Linked DNA regions of Sus scrofa: region 2 is linked to region 1. The links are chromatin contacts, called in public Hi-C maps. All regions are on one chromosome and are shown on one strand. Each heading gives the region's core, a stretch centred on a gene start, on an enhancer-like site or on the middle of the called end of the contact. The rest is flanking DNA. Distances are from core to core; before and after follow the strand shown.

Evidence for each region. Hi-C and Micro-C count contacts between places; a contact is called where the count stands out from the background.
Region 2: a Hi-C map of subcutaneous adipose tissue shows a contact between it and region 1, with 1.9 times the contacts expected there. The contact joins the promoter of ARRB2 here to the promoter of RABEP1 in region 1. A contact is called at or near these places in 2 of 5 promoter capture datasets (fetal skeletal muscle and liver), 8 of 47 Hi-C or Micro-C datasets (alveolar macrophages, embryonic fibroblasts, heart right ventricle and 5 more) and 1 of 2 datasets of contacts at active chromatin or transcription factors (alveolar macrophages).

What each region holds. Positions count from the first base shown.
Region 1 is chr12:51,856,882-51,859,816 of Sscrofa11.1, forward strand. RABEP1 (rab GTPase-binding effector protein 1) reads right to left here and starts at 1,367. Exons shown (of 20, transcript XM_021067732.1): 1 at 1,220-1,367. The coding sequence starts at 1,352.
Region 2 is chr12:52,168,795-52,171,729 of Sscrofa11.1, forward strand. It overlaps ARRB2 (beta-arrestin-2), which reads right to left and starts at 1,568. Exons shown (of 14, transcript XM_021067791.1): 1 at 1,439-1,568. The coding sequence starts at 1,461.

The DNA of each region.
Region 1 (2,935 bases), core at 117-2,616:
AGTCGAGTCTGTGACCTACACCACACCCCACTAAGCAAAGTCAGGGATCAAACTTCCGTCCTCATGGGTTTGCTACCACTGAGCCACAACAGGAATTCCCTTATTCTTTTTTTCTGACTGCACCTGCAGCATGCAGAAGTTCCCAGGGTCAGGGATGGAAACTGCACCACATCAGGGACCCAAGCCCCAGCAGTGCCAACACGGGATCCTTAACCTGCTGAGCCACCAGGGAACTCCCAAACACATCTTACTCTTTAAAGCTTCTTTGCCTTTGAGAACAGGTTCCTGCAATACTATTGCCCACCTTGTGCACTTAACAAACATCTACAAGACTCAGCTCAAACATGAAGTGTCTTCCATTCTCCTTCCCTGTCCCCAAGAGTCCAATTTGCAGTAGTTACTTCAATGTACTGTTAGCCTATTTTCATCTCTGCTTCTCCTTCTTTAGACCTTGAGTAAAGATGGTGGTCTATTCACCTTGATAGAATCCCAGTGCCTAGCACATTTTGGATACCTGGTAAATAACTGTTAAATAAGTTGGTGTAAATGTCTTATCTACATAAATCTGTGACATCCTTGAGGACTAACTGGATATTTCATTCATTTTTGTATCTAAAGAGCCTAGAACAGGATCTGACACAGCTGATGTCAATAACTATCTGTAGAAATAAGTTCCTGCTCCCAATCTGGATGACATTTAATTAAAGCACCAGTACCCTCCTTTCGTCTGTCCTCCTCTCCTGGTTCCCACAATCAAGAAGGCTCTATTAACTCTACGCTCAAACCTGTCTCCTTTCTACAGCTAAACCCTCATAGGCCAATATCCCGCATGCCTGCCTTGGCCACAGTCTACCAAGAGGCCTGAAGTTTTTGACACCGCCCGCCATTTCGTCGCTGAAGTTTACTTGGGAATGGACTGTGAAGAAACCACAGCTCCCACGGCCCCCCACGTCGGGACCGAGGAAGGGGGTGTCCCTGCTGCTCCCGCGTCCGCGGCTGACAGGCAGGGAACCAGGGCGGGGACGGGCCCGGGCCCTGCCCAGGGCGTCTGCAGGTGGGGAAATGGAGGGGAGGGGGAGGGGGGACCATAAAGTCCAAGGTCAGAGAGCGAACCGGGTCTGACACCGGCCTAAACGTAGGGTTTTCACGCGGCGCGCGGGCCAGGGGGGTCGGGAGCCCAGTGCCCTCCGGCCCCTGTAGGGACGGAATGAGGTCTCACCGCAGACAGCTACGGCCCCACGCTCGCTCCGCTCGGGCTCCCCGCGCCGCTCTGCCCGCCGGCGCAGAACCACAGCTGTTGTCTTGGTTTCACGGGCGACGGGCATCGGCCACTTCCGGTCCCCGGGCGACATTCCAGCCAATCAGCGCGCGCCGCACTCCAGGGAGGAACAGGTGGTCGGCACGCCCGCTCCTCCTCGCCCTTTTCCAGGCTTCTTTTGCGCCGGTTCTCGCCCTCACTCAAGCCCCGTTTCGCCGCTGCCTGCCACACCAGCTCCCTGGAGTGGCCGTGTGTGCTGGGCGATGACCAGTTAGCCCCAGGATCACTGACGAGCTAGGTCCTCCGAGTTTCCTAGAACGGCTCCAGGGATGCACTTCCGTCCTAAGACTGGCCCCTCTGCGCGCTGCTATCGCTCCCCGAAGCATTGATCTGAGCTTGAGAAACTGGAGGTGGGCTTCGCTTTCTCGCCCGCCGGGCAGAGATCGCGCGACACCCCCTAAACCACCACCTGTAGCCCTTATTTCGTCACTCCCTTCCCTGCGCACCAAGAGCCTGATAAACAGATCCCTACGTCCTAGGACAGGCCCGTCATCTACTGGGGGCGAAGGGAGACCCGCTCTTGAGGTCGGGCAGGACTTTCTGGAGGGAGTGAAGTTTGGGCTGATATCTGAAGGTTGAGCAGAAATTAAGAGTTTAGGCACTGGGAACGGCCTTCCATTCTAGTCTCCGTATTTCTTGAATTTTGAACCTTCGTACTTGTTACTTCCTCTGCCACTCCTGTGCACCGCAAACTTTGTTATTCAGGTCTCGGTTCAAAGGTGACTACGTGGAAGAGGCATTCTATCCTATCTAAAGCCGCCGCAAATTCGGCCGCCCACCCCAAATATCAGGGAAGGCCTGCGATTGGCCTTGTTTAGGTCTGGTGCTCACCCCTGGACCAATCATGGTATTCAGGGTAAAAGGATAGTAGCATTAACCAAATCTGGGTTACCCATCTTCGCCCTTTGTGGGAGGAGGCTTCTGTGTTTGCCTCCCCATAATCCCTGTGGAATAGAGAAGAGAGTGACTGATCACAGAAAGTAATATTACATATATATCCAGTACACAACCTATCAGAAAAGGAAAAAAAGCTTTCACTTGCGTTCACTGGGATGAGGCCCTAGACTATAAGGTCCATCATTGTGGCCATTCTCACACCAATATCCTTAACCCTTTTGCTCTACTGTCTGCAAGTGCGCGGGAAATTTATTAATCCGGATCAGTTAAAATGTTCGGTTTCTTTGCCCAGGCTGCTGACAGCTAGTGGGGAAAATCATGCATTTTGGAAAAGAGCCCCAAAAGAAATTTATGGCCTCCACTTCCCCAGAGGTCTTTCACTTCTGCCCAGAAATCATCTTCTGTTGCCTTAGTCAGCGTTTCTATCATTGCCATGATTGCTTTTTTTTTTTTTTTTTTTAATGGCCACACCTGCAGCATATGGAAGTTCCCAGGCTAGGGGTCAAATCAGAGCTACAGCTGCAGGCCTATGCCACAGCCACTGCACCACCAGATCCAAGCCGCAACCGCAGGTTTCTGCAATGCTAGATCCTGAGCAAGGCCTGGGATCTAACCCACATCCTCTCAGAGACTATGTCAGGTCCTTAACCCACTGAGCCACAATGGGAGTTCCCATGATTGCTACTTCAACCCTATTCATTCGGCTCAAACTTTTGTCCA
Region 2 (2,935 bases), core at 318-2,817, 310 kb after region 1:
GTACTGCAATGGCACCATCCAGCTCTCCCTCCCCTTTGCTTCTGGTTTTCCTCTTTAGCCCAGTGTTTTCTTCCAATTAGGAGTCCTGGCAGAGGGTGGTGACAGCCACAATCCGTTGGACAACTGGAGTGTGGCTGTGGGGTAAATGCCTTGAAGCAGCTGCAGGGCACCTGACCTTTGGAGCCGAACCCAGCCAGCCTCCTGCCACGCTGAGGAAGAACAGCGTTTGTACACTGAGGTTGACCAAGAAGGTAGAGTGTGGGTGACCAGAGATGCCCCCCGGTGGTGGTGGGGAGCCGAAGCAGATGCCCCCTCACACTTCCTACTATTCTCTCCATTTCCTGTGGCCCAGAATTTGATGGGGGTGGGAGGAATTGTGCCAAGTCAGCAGTCCCCCTTTGGTCCCATCCTTCCCCCTCCCTGAACCACATAACGGAAATCTGGGGCCTCCCTCAAGTCAGCAACTTCCCCTTTCTCTGTGTTTAACCCCTAATCCAGGACGCCAATCGGCCCTCTGATCATCTCTCCAGGATCAGTCGACTTGGTGCTCAGAGATCTATGTTTTCCTACTCTATTGGTGGGGCTGATAGGGTGTTTTGCAGAATAAGTGACAGCTCAGAACCAGGCCACCATTCCTGTTCCTCTCTGAATAGAAGCCAAGAGCCCCAATCTTTTTCCTCTTTTGCTCCTGCTCCCCAGGGACTCAGGCATTCACCCCCTGCCCCCTTGGGGGTGTTGGGTCACAACAGGAAGTGGATTTTGCTAGAGACCAAAAAAGAGAACTGGAGGTGTCAGTGGAGGGAAGGAGCCTCGATTGCACAGAAAACATCCGGGGAGTGGATGGCGTGCCCAGGGCAGACACTGCCTCCCCTCACCCCCAGGAAGAGGGGTAAGGCTCAGATCGGGGAGGGTCGCCAGGCACTTTGCTGCCCCAAGATGAAGCTGTTGCTCCTAGCAACCCAGGGGAAGGCAGAAGTTTGTAAGCGGAGCCACCCGGCCCTTGGGACAGGTTGGGGGAGCCCGACTGCTTGGAGGGTAGTGGACAGGAGGCTCTCCAGTGGCTCAGCACGAGTCTAAGGGGATCCCCCTCCTGGCATCCAGCCTGCCCATACCAGTCCCCTTGGGGCCGGCCACCTGCTCCTTCCTCCGCCCCTGCATCGCTGCCTGCATCGGAGAAGCCAGTCGTCCAGCCCCCACATCCCTTCGAGAACCCAGATACGGGTTTCCCGATCCCCTCAGAGATCCCCTTGCAGGGTCTGTGGCATGCGTTGCCCTCATTATCCTCGAGGACCTAGGCGTGCGGCCCCGGATGGCTGCCCCCTAGGGACCCAGGCGTCCGGCCCCTGAATTTTCTCCCGGGTGTCCTTGTCTGGGAACCGTCCCAGTACCCGTCTGGAGCCGCCACCCACGTCCCGCCGCGTAGCCCCACCTCTCTTACCTGGTCCCCGGTTTCTCCCCCATGGTGCGCGCGCCCGCCGCCCGCCCGGTTCGCGGCTCGCTCGCAGCCTCAGAGCCCGCTGCCAGGTCCCTGCTCCTCCCCGCGCCACTGCGCACGCGCGCCCCCGCTCTTTCTCCACTCCCCTCTCCCCTCCTTCCCGCCCCCCCCGTCGGATCCTGGGGAGCCTAGGCCAAATGCGTCAGCCCGGATCGCGCGCGCCCCGGCACTGCCCGCCCTCTCCTCACAGGCACTCGCTGTGATTGGCTCCTCCAGCCGCCCTCCGCCCCCCATCTCCACCCCGGCCGAGGGACCCCCCCTCCCCGGCGCGCGCGGTCCCTGCACTCTGCTCTTCCCGCCCATCTCTCCACCCCTCCGCGCCCGCTTAGGCACTGATTGGGTCCCCTCAAACGAAGGCGCCCGCCTTCAGGAAATAAGAGCCTCTGATTGGCTTTATCCATTCCGGACCCTGCAGGGGTCCCCGCCCCTTTGTTTGCTTTCTCAGCGACGGCGGAGGCGAAGGGGGTGGTGGGGGCGGTGGATGAGCTCTAGCAGTCTGGCAGGGAGGATGAGGGGATCCACACGTGGGCGAGAGGTTCCAGTTGCGTGATGCTCGCTTATTGCGCGCCGCTCGCCCGCTCACCCTAGAGCTTGTTTCCTTCTTTGGCCCGCCCTCCTGTTTCCTTAGCGTGATGTGTCAGCTCCCCCTAGTGTCGGTATTTGATCTTCGCAGGGCTACTTTCCTACCTTTTTCCACCCATTCATCAAAGCGAACATCCATTCACGCACGCTTGCATCTATTTCATCTATCTATGCCCATTTTGCGCTAATCACTAAGCTAGGCGATGGGGACCCAGAAATGAATTAACATGGCCCCTGCCTTCCTCGTATGGTTGAGGAGACACATAAACAGGTACTATGATCCCAGGAATGCTTTACTAGAGATATGACTCAGAAGACAAAGCGACTCTCAGCCCTTTCCTGGGGGAGGAATGGAGGGAGGGCAGGCTGTCCAGAGGAGGGGGCATTTGAGGATAATCTTCCTGAAGGGTGGGCGGAAATTGAGAAAGGGTATTCTGAAGAGAGAGAAAGGCGAGGCACATCCTGTTTTGAGGTTTTTGTAGGGTGAGAGGGCAGGGGTGATAAGACTGGGTTGGATGAGTGGAACAGAGTGTGAAGGGTTTTGTAGAGCAGGCAATGGGGGGGCGCCTCTCCTGGAGGAGGGCGGTCGATCCAGTAGTGGGTTTTGTTTTTTTTTTTTTTTTTTTTTGTCTTTTGTCTTTTTGTTGTTGTTGTTGTTGCTATTTCTTGGGCCGCTCCTGCGGCATATGGAGGTTCCCAGGCTAGGGGTTGAATCGGAGCTGCAGCCACCGGCCTACGCCAGAGCCACAGCAACGCGGGATCCGAGCCGCGTCTGCAACCTACACCACAGCTCACGGCAATGCCGGATCGTTAACCCACTGAGCAAGGGCAGGGACCGAAACCGCAACCTCATGGTTC